Regions from separate parts of the Anas platyrhynchos genome. Here region 1 is linked to region 2. The links are chromatin contacts, called in public Hi-C maps. All regions are on one chromosome and are shown on one strand. The core of a region is the stretch at or near the end of the contact, and the rest is flanking DNA. Distances in the headings are between cores, read along the strand shown.

Evidence for each region. Hi-C and Micro-C count contacts between places; a contact is called where the count stands out from the background.
Region 1: a Hi-C map of liver shows a contact between it and region 2, with 1.9 times the contacts expected there. The contact joins two enhancer-like sites. A contact is called at or near these places in 2 of 8 Hi-C or Micro-C datasets (liver and skeletal muscle).

What each region holds. Positions count from the first base shown.
Region 1 is chr3:13,141,807-13,147,531 of IASCAAS_PekinDuck_T2T, reverse strand. It overlaps SERTAD2 (SERTA domain containing 2), which reads right to left. Exons shown (of 5, transcript XR_011808000.1): 5 at 1-3,540. Among named protein-coding and RNA genes, the nearest start is that of SLC1A4, 80 kb to the right of the region's middle. Within about 2 kb of position 3,316, at least 2 of the 8 cell types and tissues checked have an H3K27ac peak or open chromatin away from gene starts, as enhancers often do.
Region 2 is chr3:13,097,109-13,103,298 of IASCAAS_PekinDuck_T2T, reverse strand. The region is part of intron 3 of SERTAD2 (SERTA domain containing 2); the gene reads right to left. Among named protein-coding and RNA genes, the nearest start is that of SLC1A4, 36 kb to the right of the region's middle. Within about 2 kb of position 3,793, at least 5 of the 8 cell types and tissues checked have an H3K27ac peak or open chromatin away from gene starts, as enhancers often do.

The DNA of each region.
Region 1 (5,725 bases), core at 2,067-4,566, 45 kb before region 2:
CTCGGGCCCTTGCCACCGACCTGTAGTGGAAATCCAGAGAAAGCATCCCCGCAGTGGGAAATGGAAAGCTTTGCTGCTTACAGAGCCAACGCTCTCCAAATCTGGTTTCCTTAACAGCGCGGGAGAAATACTTGAAAGACAAATAGGAATTTCCCCTCCTCCCCTGCCTTCCAAGAACCCATTCATCCCTCTAACAAAAAATCTGCTTCCCCACCTGGCCCTTAGCAGCCTGTACCTGCTGAGCGCTGCTGCCAGGTGTCTCAGGTTTAGTGCACGTGTAGCTGTCCTGTAAGTGGGGCAAACAGATCGGCTGCTCGTTTGCCAGGTGGAGTATTTCTTTAATTATTCCTCCTGCACATGATACACGCAACAAAACGAGCTCCGTAGCAACAGGGTAAATTTTCCCAGCTGACTCTCCCTCTTGCAGGATTTTCTTTGGCATGGGCTGACACAGCCTTGGGTTTCTTGTCATTTGATGATTTTGCCATATTTTAGAGTAACTCCTCCATCCCGAAAGGAGGCCAGCGCTGTCCTAGCACATACAAACGGTACTTCAAAATTTACACCACTGCCCTCAAGTCAAAATCCAGGGGGCATTCCACAGAGGTGTAAAGGACAGGGAAGCAGAAGTTGTTGATTTGCACGAGACGTAGCACCCCTTTCATTAAAGGCAACTCTCAGCTGATTTCATGTGCTTCCTTGAGATCTTTGGGGTCTTCTGTTGCTCCCCACCTGCTGATCTCTCCAGCCATAGGGACATCTCTGCAGATCCCCGAGGACACACTGTTCTGGCGCTCCGGTCTGCACACAGAAGCCCTGCAGAGCTGCAGCTGGTTTGTGCTATATGACATGTACACGCTGCCTATCCAGAGAGAAATATTAAAAAAAAAAAATAACTAAAATATCCCAGTCCCTCTGTTAATTGTGGAAATCCCAGTCTGAATTTCCAGGAGCTCCTGGAAAAGCCTCTCTACCTGCATCCCCTGCAGTACGAGTTGAGGGGAATTATTGTATAGATAATTAAGGGAAGCTTTTCTTTTTCCTCCCCTTGATGGGGAAAACTGAATGGAGCTGGTTCTGCATCAAGCGTTGTGTTTGTTTCACCACTTTTAGCACGGCGTAATAGTTTTCAAAACAGGGCAGCCCAGAATTCCCTTCCCCAGCTATCTATAAATCAGGGCTGGAGAGAGAAGAAACAGTCCTGGAGCGTGGTATGCATCAGTCCGAGCAGCTGCTCAAGCACGTCCTGCAGGTAACCAGCTACACAGCCCCGATTCACAAAGAAAAGGGCCATCTACAAACCCAGCCCGGAGGAAAGGTTCCAGCTCTGCCAAGCAGCCACACTCATGTGTTTACACGGGGAAGAGGGGGAGAAGGCTCCCACCCCAATGCAGACACTGCCCAAGACAAACAGGACAGAATGGAGGGGGAAAGAAGGGCTGGAGAGTGGGCAAATAGGGGCTGAGATACAAATGTACACCCACAGGGCACACTGGTGCAGTAAGGTTGGAGTCTGGTAAGTGAAGGCTGGGGACATTGGCTAAACCAGAAGCAGGAGGTGATCCAGTGCAGACAAGAGGCTTCTACAGAGAAGCCTCTCAAGGGGAGAGAAGGAAGTTGGGAAGCTTGTGTGGAGCAGGTAACAGCGGGATTTAGCAACCATAAGGAACGGCAAAGGGGGTGGGTAAGGAGAGGGGAGCTAAAAAGAACCGAGTTGTAAGCTGTGTTTCAGGGCACTAATTCAGCAGCGAAACAGGCCGCGATGGATGTAAACAATGGGCTCTTCAGTAGGGGTTTCGTTCCCTGCTGCCCAGCAAACCATTGTCTAGAAGTTTTAAATACTCCGCACACACGCACGCACTGAAAGACAGACAGACGTGCAGCGTCAGATAGCTCCAACAACTCGCTCACATCGCTGCCCTCACGCAGCCCCCGTGCTTGGTAGGCCCTTCGGCCCAGCTGGCAACGCGTGCAGGAAAATAAATGATCAGGACCCCACCGCAGCAGTTCGGTCGGGGTCTGGAAGTGCAAACCACTCTACAAACATCCCAACAATGCACAGAACGCTTGGGAGGCTTCAAATGTGCTTCTGCTCTTGACTGCTCCTGCCCATCTCTCCCTCGTGTTTTGAAGCACGAGGTGGCTGCTCCGTGCGTGCTGCCCGATGGCCACACCGCCACCGGTGATCTTTGTGGGATCGGAGGCATTCAGCCTGCCAGGGCTGTGCCCAACCAACCCTCACGCCATCTCCGGCCCTGCTCATTGGTCTCCTCAGCGCTGTTTTCCCTTTCCCGAGGCACTGGGGCCGAGGGAGAGCAGGAGCTGGCTGCAGAGCCTGCCCTGCTGGGGCTGCCGAGGGCCAGGAGCCAGGCTGCGGGTGAGGGAAAGACGCGGCTCTGCTTCGGTGGCTGGCGGCTGCGCACGGCGGCTGACACTCGAGAAGCTGGGATCAGGCTTTCAGCTCCTAAGCCAAGCGCTGCTGGTGCAGAAATCAAGAGGGAGCACGGAGGAAATCCGATGGTGCTATTCCCTTTTGGCTCCTACGAGGCAAACCTCGTGCATCCAGGGTCGGCGTGAGCGGCAGCAGCTAGACTGAGTTTCACACAGAGCTTTGCTGCCCTCGATGCAGTGCGGTAGGTAGGTGAGCTCTGCTCTGAGGCTTTTTTGGATGTCTCCCCCCAAGTGTCCTTTCTACCTCGCAACAGGAGCTTTCCACACCGACAGAAGACGTGCTTGTGTCACACCGTGCATCTGGCACAGCAGCTGAACCAGCGGCTCGGAGTTTGGAGCTACGTTTTCAACGGCAGAAGGTGCAGATGCACGTTGCTTTTGACACCTCTTGGGGTAAGGAGAGGCACAGAGAGCTGGACAGCTTGTTTGATGTCCACATTTGCTCGTCTGAACTTTGCTAGAGCAAAGTAATACCCTTCCATAAGCACCAGGGTGCTCAACAGGGTGTACTGGTGCTGTCCGTATCTCCTCCTCGTGTCCTCAGGGGTGAACTGGCTCTTTGGGCTGCCCTAGCGTGAGCACTCCCACCTCTGATCCACAGCTCCTTGAAATGAAGGGCCTTGTGCTTCCCAGGAAAGGGCCAACAACCGTGGGGGGCATTTGTAGGGCAAGATGGAAGAATAGGGAGGTCACTCAGGCTTCTCTCTTCTCCACCTACCTGAAGACACCTGTATAAAGGACCTTTTGCAGCCTGTCCTTCCTGTATTCACAGGCCAAGACTCAAAAAGGGCTTATGTGGTCTGCAGTTCTGCGGAGCACAGGCTGCACAACCTCACCCGGTGCCTCGTGCCCGGCAGGATGTGACCTGTCTTTCAGGAACACAGCCAGCCTGGCGGGCTGCAGGGAAAAGCTGCCGACAAGAAGCTGTCTCACAGCCTTTCTTCCTCTTGCCCAGGCCCAAAGTTACCCAAGCACAGTGCCTCGGCTCGGCGTTACATCGTGTTGCTCCCACCACGAATTACAGACAGAGGAAGAACCTGGACTCCCTTTGAGGTTTTCCCTCAGCTTCTGGCTCCTTGCGCTGAAGGTCTGCGGAGAGGAGGGAGGGAAGAGATAACAAGGCTTTTCTTATCCCTAGTCTTGGGCATATGGATAACAACAAAGCACCTAATTCTGTTTTGTCTGTTATCCAGAAGCGCTGCATGTTTCATTGAGCCCTGGAAGCACACAAGCAACACAGCCCACACAGGGGAAGAAAAAAAAAAACTGGCCTAGAAAAGAGACAGGAGGAGGGGAAGATCTCAACAGTTTTAATTTAATTTGGGTCTTTAATATTGCATGGATGCTCTTTGTTCGTGTTACGTAGTGCACAAGCAGCACACACAACAAATCACTGTCTGCTACGCTGGGAGAAATATAAACGGATAAGCCAAAAAATATGCAGATGCATTTATGTTCCCCCCACTCCTCCCTGGGTGCTTTTATATATTTGGTTCGCATCTAGGGTTCATGTAGTTCACGGTATCTCAATATAGCAATCATGCACTGATGACTACTACGGTTTAGGGACACCTTCACGACTGCCACATGAGCTGCAGGAAGCCAAAAGCTCGTGTACAACGCTAAAATTCCCCTTTTCAGCTCTCTGAAAAGCCCCTGAGTTGGGTAGAAGGAGGCCTTTGGGGCTGTAGGAGATGAGCCCCAGAGCTTCTGCAGCTCTGAGTGTTTTCCTTTTAACCCAAGTTTCCAACGTGAAAGGAGATGATTTCTGCCTCTTGCCATGATGAAGGCAGCCACCCGAATGTGAACTGAAGGGCAGAAAAAGCGAGGGAGCGCAGAGAGAGAGAGAGAGGGAGTTGTAAGTCACACGTGGTCTCCGCCATCTGGGTAACAGTCACACTTAAATAAGGAAATCAAATGTCAGTCCACCACTGCCCTTTCCAAAATGGATCTCTACCGAGTCCCAAGCATGCCCCGCTCCGGAGGCAGAGCGCCTGCTCGCAGGAACAGGCAACCAGCAGGAAATGCACACAGGGAAATAAGCGGAGCCTGCCCCCTCCTCTCTCCAAGTCCTCTCCAGTTGGTATTTTGCACGGAGCTGTACAAGAGGGAGCAGGAGAGGAAGGGGGCGGTGGGAGGAGAGAAGGGGGAAATGCGGCATTTCCCATCAGCTCGAGGGGAGGAAAGGCATGGGGGGAAGTGGCGGAGGAGCCGGTCGCAGACCTCTTCCACCCAGGCAAGTGCAGCTCAGGAATGAGCAATGCACGGAGAGCAGGGGAAGAAACAACAGCAGGCAGGGGAAAGACAAAGAGAATGCAGGAGGCAGGAGAAGAGGGATGGCCGAAGCCTACGGGATGAAGCTCCTTGGGAAAGCTCCGTGTTTTGGTGGGACAGACTGTGAAGGAAACAACCAGATACACGTTCCAGGTTAACAACCAAAAAGAAAGCAAAATGGTTGAAGAGTGCATCTAAATACAGAAGAGAACAGGCCCTGTCTACGGAAGAACCATGGTCTGGAAAATACCAGCAAAAACATGGATGATGGGAGGGGTGGGGGAAGAATGAGAAGGGACAAAACAGACTACAGGAGTAGGATACAGGGTTTGGGCCTGCTTTTGCACATTAAAGTCCTCATTCATGTTCACGTCTAACCTCATGACGAGTTAAATCTCAATTTCAGCATAAACATCCCACTTTGAGTTAGCGACCCAGCAAAGGATATTCTGCCACCACCACTAGCCAGCCTTCTCTCCGAACCAAGGATGCACCAAATATCTGAAGTTGACTCCATCTGAAAGCTAAAACAGTACCAGTAATAGTAACAACTCCTGGCTGAGTCACGTCTTCATTTTAGGCTACACACATTATCCATTCAAAGGATTTCATTTGGAAATTGTTATTGTTGAAGCTTTTTTTCTTTCTTTTTTTTTTTTTTAGGAACTCAGATGAGTAGGAACAACATTTCCTGCTCTATGGATGAGAAGCTTTTTAGAGCATTACAAGGTTTTTCCTTCCTCCTCTTCCCAGTCCTCACACACCTCTGTTGGTGAGAGCTTTCCTTCCAGATGCTGTGCTTCCCGAGGACGGCACCGGAGAAAAGAGGAACGATTTCCTTGCATCATTTTAATGCTGACTTGGGGGCTGACGAGAAGGGTTGCATGGGTGCAGTGCGCGAGCAGATGAAGCTGCAACCAAATGTCTTCACTCTTTCTCTTGTAACTTGATACCTGGCTTTAGCGATCCCTCCAGCTCTTGAATTAGGAATGGAAAATAT
Region 2 (6,190 bases), core at 2,544-5,043:
ATGTCCCGCACGGCTCTGCCACCCTTGCAAACCAGGAGTAATCCCCCCTGCAGCCCTTGACGTTGAGGTTTCAAAGCCCAAACCAGGGGTGAAAGGGGTCAGATCCCTTCCCTGCTTGCATCCAGGCATATCTTGAGCGTGGTGCTGTGGCTCACTCAGACCCTTGCACTCCTTTCTGGTGGCCACCGTAGGCTCAAGAGCATTTGGTCAACAGTTTCACACAAAGACCTCAACGCCTGGCGCTTTTGCTGCACCGCAGCTGTTTACAAAATAAGTTTGTTTACTTACTCTTGACCTCAGGGAATACCTTCAAAAACCTGCAAATATTCCCTCATAAATGAATAAAAGCAGCGAATTTCCTTCAGCTGTGTTTGCTTTTTGAAAACATTCCAGTCTATTAGATTAGTGGCTAGAAATGTTTATGGAAAGAATTTTTCAGCCCGTTTTAGAGGGTATTCGTGGAAGGCAACATTTTATCTCGAAAACACAGTCATCTTACCGGGTGTTAATTTATGTTCATTGACTCAGGGGATGTCAAACAGCATTATATGACTTGATTTGTTCAGGTCATGTATCTCTCCTGTCTCTCCGGTCTCGTCTTTTTTTTTTTTTTTTTTTTTTTTTTTTTTTTCTGCCATGCTGTTTCCTATTCCTCTGCTATGCCAGGGATGGAAAATTTAACATTTTATTTGTTCACTTCACACCTTCTTCATTTCCCTCTGAACAGAGAGCTCCTTTCTTGAGCAGCAGTGAAAGTAAACCGCTATCACAAGGCAAACCTGGGGCCCTGGAATATAAAACCACTCCCTGCGATATTTAAATTCCTTTGAAAACCATCCTCTGCCATATGTCTATAAACACTGTCCAGCTGCAACAAGATTGCGGATTCTTGGCGACCATCTGAATTCAGCGAGGAAATAACAATACTGTGCACCGAGACAGTGGCAACTGCCGCCTTAAACATCTCGCTTTGCATTTCAAATACTCTTTTTTTTTCCCCTGTTTTCTCTGATGTAGGTGGCAGGTAGAGCTGGGAACAAAGGTATAGCAGTGGAAAGTACTTGCTTTTCTTGAGAGAGGTGTCTGTTTCTGAACAGCTGGACGAAAATCATCAGTTTTGTTGCAGGACGTGCAGTGTAATCGTGCGTTTTGAGAGGCTGAGGTTTGAGCTCAACGTCATTACCGCTGGCACATGAACAAGCTGATACTCACACTCAGCATCACGTTCCTGAGCAATTCGTTTAGGAAATGACCAAGGGAGGAGTGCCAGAGCTCTCCTTGCAAGAAGCAGACTGTCCTTTACCCAGAGGAAAAGAACCTGGAAGTTTTTATCCCTAAACCACGCCATATACACGTGTGTTTGGAAGCTGCACCTACGCCTGACGCCCTGCCCAGCACTGCCAAACGCCAGCATCTCGAGTGATCTGAAAATTCAGCTGTCTTCGTGAGTTAAAGCACTTCTCCAACAGCGTCATTGCCTGGTTTGCAAATGTTTCTGATCTAATGCTTTAGCTGTCATCCAACTGCAGCACGTCTGGGGCAGAGGCCACATGCTGGTGTTTGTTTATTTGTTTTTTCCTTGCTTAGGAGTGGAGCAGCAAAGCTGGGACAGTGGCATAAATGCAATAAAAACCAAGGATCTCAGCACACCTCCTCCATCGGATGCCAAACGTTAGATACTTACAGCAGAGGTGCTTTTGTGTGATCCGTGAGGACAAGCTGGAGTTTCGGGAAATACCCGGTGAGAAAATTTCGTGCACAGAAATTCAGGGAGAGTGTAAGCTGCATGTGGACAAGCACGCTAAATTCGAGAGCAAATCGTATCCTATGTGATGTTGGTTCGGCTCGAGCTGCAGGTCCCTCCAAAGCAGGATTTTAATGCATGAAAACGAGCAGGCATTTATTGTGAGCTGCGACCATCAATTCCTTACGCGCTGGAGTTGGCAGAAAGCAGGGTAGAAATGAAAGGAACAATTTTAGACATATGGCAATCTGGCAAAGCGCTCCAAAATTTTAATTACGCTAAGGAAAGGTCAAGGCTGGATCTGTGCTGGTGGAGGGATAATTTGCTTTTAGAGTTTGTGAAAGTGCCTCCAAAACTAAGGAACCGAAAACTGAGGAATAAAACTAACTTCTCCCGTGCAGGTGGTTGGTTCTGATCTGCTTTGAAAACAGCCTTCCGGAAGCATCCCAGAATTTTACCAGTTTATCCCAAATTTCAGGGGTGAACGCACAGTTCTTGGGGGCAGGGCTGGGACATCTCCAGGTCAAGACGAACCAATTTCTTTCCATAACCCAGTTTTCAGAGGAATGAGCTTGTCGAGGAAGTCGTATTCCCTCATTCGGAGGCCAGAAATTAAGCAACATCCCTAAATTCAGACACAGCTCTTGAAATAGCTGTTTCCTTTTTCAATATCTGCGTGTTCACCGACAGAGCTGGAAGCCCCGCAGCCCACAGGGAGCGTACGTACTCTGGCAGTGGGCGACAACCCCAGAGGCTACAGCCTGGATCAATAAGGCAGGCACAAAAACAGGGTGGTGAAATGATTTACTTAAAGATAAGACTTATCTCTCTGCACCCCAAAAAACGCTAGCCCCTCAATTGCCTGATGGAGCTGCAAGGAGTACGGCCTCACGGGCAGGGCAATGGTTAATTCGACACGAAAGCAGAAGAGAGCATCTCGCTACGGATTTAATTCACCCACTTGCCTTCCCTTACCTCCATTGTAAACCCGAGGGCCTGCATTCATACAGGAGTGCTCCTGCTAGAAATGACGCTGGCAATAAATATTGTGAAAATCGGCATTGTTTTGTTAAAAAAAAAAAAAAGAGAGAGAGAGAGAGAGAGTGGATGTGCACCTCCAGTGACCTCGATTTTTCACTTCGCTGGAGTGATTATAAATGGCTTTGCTTCTCCATCAGCTCTGTCACAGACAGGACTCCTTCTTTTTGCCTCGCTGCCCAGATACAGGTGTGCCGAATTTTTTATTCCTGCCTCCAAATGCTGCCTGCGTGCCAAGAGCGAGAGCGCAAGACATGGATGGAAGACAAATTGTCGGGGCTACCCATGCCGAAAGGGCGTGCAGGATGGGTGCAGGGGCAGTGCTGGACTCTTCCCATCCGTGGCTCAGCTCAGCCCTCGTGGATCTCACGGAGCTGGGGATGTGTGTGCAGAAAGAGAGATGGATCATGAGGAGCACAGCCCTGGAGGCTTCCCTTGCGGTTGTGAGGGTATCCAAAGGTGTAAAGGATGGCTAAAATGAGGGACGTAGCTTGGGCTGGGTATTGAAGGGGATGTGATGAGGAGGGCTTGGCAGGAATTAAGGAAAAATTGGCCCTGCCTGACAGCAAGGTCCCCTTCTCTGTGCTGCGTGGTGTTTATCCAGCCGTGCTGAGGAATAGGCACGCCCGTGCCAGGAGCTGGGAAGCGAAACTGCGCAAAGACGGGGGGGAAAAAAAAAAAAGAAGAAAAAAAAATAAAAAAGGAGAGAGAGAGAGAAAGAAATCCAAGCTCAAAGAAAAAAAAAAAAAAAAAAAAAAACTGGAGGAAAAAGCACCAGGCCAGAAAGCCAGTGTGCTGAAATTAATTAGTTTGGACTGGGTCTGCCGGGCGCTTGCAGTAGCGGAGGGGCCGCAATCCTCGCCGTGCTCGGGAATGTCACACTCGGGCACAGCGGCTGCTTTCCAGCCTTTCCTTCGCTCCCCCCGCACGCTGAGCTGAAGCCAAGGAGGGAGAGGGAGGGAGGGAGAGAGGGAGGAAAAAGCGAGGCCGAGAGCTTTCTGCGGTCGGCGGGGGCCTATAAATAGCCGCTGAAGTCTTCTAATGCCGATGGGGTGCGTCATGCCGGCCCTCCCCGCTCTCGCTCCGCTCGCCGGCCCCGAGCTCGGAGAAGGGGGGGTAAAAATCCCGAGGATGCTGCTGGCCTCGTGCAGGCGTTGCAAAGGGTCTTCCAGGTCCCGTCACCCTCGCAGGGGGCAAAAGGCAGAGGCGGAGAGGTGCCAGAGGGGATTTTGAGACGGTGTTTTCCGTCCTTGTCCCTGCCGCAAGCCACTGGGGATGGCCCCCTTGTTTCTTCTGTGAGCCCCCAGGTGCAGCCCCCAGGTGCAGCAAGCTGTGCTGGGGATCTTCTTGCAAAGAACCCATGTTCAAGGCAATATAATGCACAGGGAAGCCTTTTTTACTAAACCAAATGAGATCCCAGTCATTTTTCTTTTTTTCATTTGCAACACTGAGGTATTTTTGAGCATCTTGACGCTGCTTTATTTCTCTGTTTTTGCTCCAGTCCCTTATTCTTTTAGGATTTGCTTACATCAATCCATCAGGAAGAAGCGGAGGAACGTGCTGATGAGCATCTTGTCCGCATCAACTTGTCCGAAACTGGACCTGCTAAAGGCAAAGCTGCCAGGCTGACACATGGGATATGCTTCTTCTCAAGGAACACAGTGAGTTCTCCCAGATTTGGGGCTCTCCTTGGAGAGCACGTGGGGAGCAGCACGTGGTGGTCTCTGCCACATCAGGGCATTCTGAAGTGTCTGAAGCAGTGAAAAATTGCCAAAGAGAGGGTGCAGGATCATCTGCCCCTAGGAACAACCCCATCCCAAGCTGAGCTTCAAAGGTATCCAAGCATCACTGACGTCCTGGTGTCCAAAGCAAAGCTTAAGCTTCAAAACTTAGGGGTTTGTTGCTGTTTTGAAAGGATGGGTGCAGAAGGAACCCCAGCCTAAGGTCCAGTGAATGAAATTCCTGCCGTGAAACGTCCGGCCAGGCTCTCTGTTCAGAGATGGAGAATTTGCCCTGCTCCCGACGGGTCCTGTATCGAGGAGGAAATGCCAATGGATGTGTCAGAGGGGCTTTTTGGTTTGGTGCCGTCTCAAGCAGCACTGGATATAGGCACAATTGTAGAGACCTTCAACTCTTCATGTTTTTAGCACCCACGTTGTTAGTACGGGTACACACACCTTTCAAAGGCACAAATAAAACATGCAGCTCAAGCAAAATGTCTTTTTTTTTTTTTTTCCCCTGACAGTGATGTCTGTCCCGGCAGTAGGCTTGATATGCACTGGAGCCTACCTTTCCGAGCTGAAACCGTGAGGATTACTCACGTCTTTAAAAATAAGCCCACGTCGAAATTCCCTTGTTGGATTAAGACCTAAGCCCTGCAATTGTCACTTTTCCCGACGGAGGAAAGTACCAGTGGCTTAACTAAATATACCGTCCCCAGCGCCACGGGCAGCTTCTGGATTGTTTCTCTTTCCTCTTTTACTGGAACTCCTCAACGTTTCTGTAAGTTTATTTTACTATTTGGTTGGTTTGCTTTTTTTTTTTTTTTTTTTTTTTTTTTTTTTTTTTTTTCACCAGTCCATCTCCCCTTTTCCTGAGCGCTGTGTGATCTTTCGTCCCACCCTTGCCGTTTCTTCCCCGTCCTTCTCTGCCCATTTGCCACAAGCAGATGGCCACCCGTCGCTTCAGCTTTGGGGAGAAACTGCCAAACATGACAAAACAATATGTGTTTCTGTTAGCAGTGGCAAAAATCAAGCCAGGTTTAGCCTGGATTTGTGTCTCTTCTGTGTCTGATGATGTGCAAGAGCTGCTCAAAGTTTTTTCCATCACAATTAGTAGGGATTCTCCAGCAGGAGCTGTGCTGACATGGAGCTGTGTCCAGGTGGTGCTCCCACTCTTTGGGATGGGTCTGATCTTAAAAGAGCATTCGTGGCTTTGTCACGCGTGAAGAAAACTGACACTGAGGAAAAAGCAAGGACTTGATGTGTTTAACCATACGCAAGGAGGATGCTGAGTGCTCTGAGGTTGGGATTGTCTCTATACAGACAATGCACGGACCAGATTTAGGCAGGAAAATTGCTCTTCAACCCTGCTCTTGTCCTTGTTGGGTCTATCCTGGCTAAAATTGGAACTCCTCTGTGCTTCCAAAAAATTAGCCACAAATTGGATGGCCCCTTATAGTGTTCAAGAAGCCATGCACAAACTCTTCACTTGGATACCTCCCAAGAGAGCAGGTGTTGGGGCTTGGGCCCCAGCCCAGGGAAGAGCACACAGCCTCCTCTTCCCTCCGACCCAACGGTGCTTCGACAGCCTCGAGGGGTGGCAAATTAACCAGCTCTGTGCTCAGACACTACAAATCAAGACAGGAGCACTGCTGCTCATAGCACAGTGTAAGACACCACCGCCCGT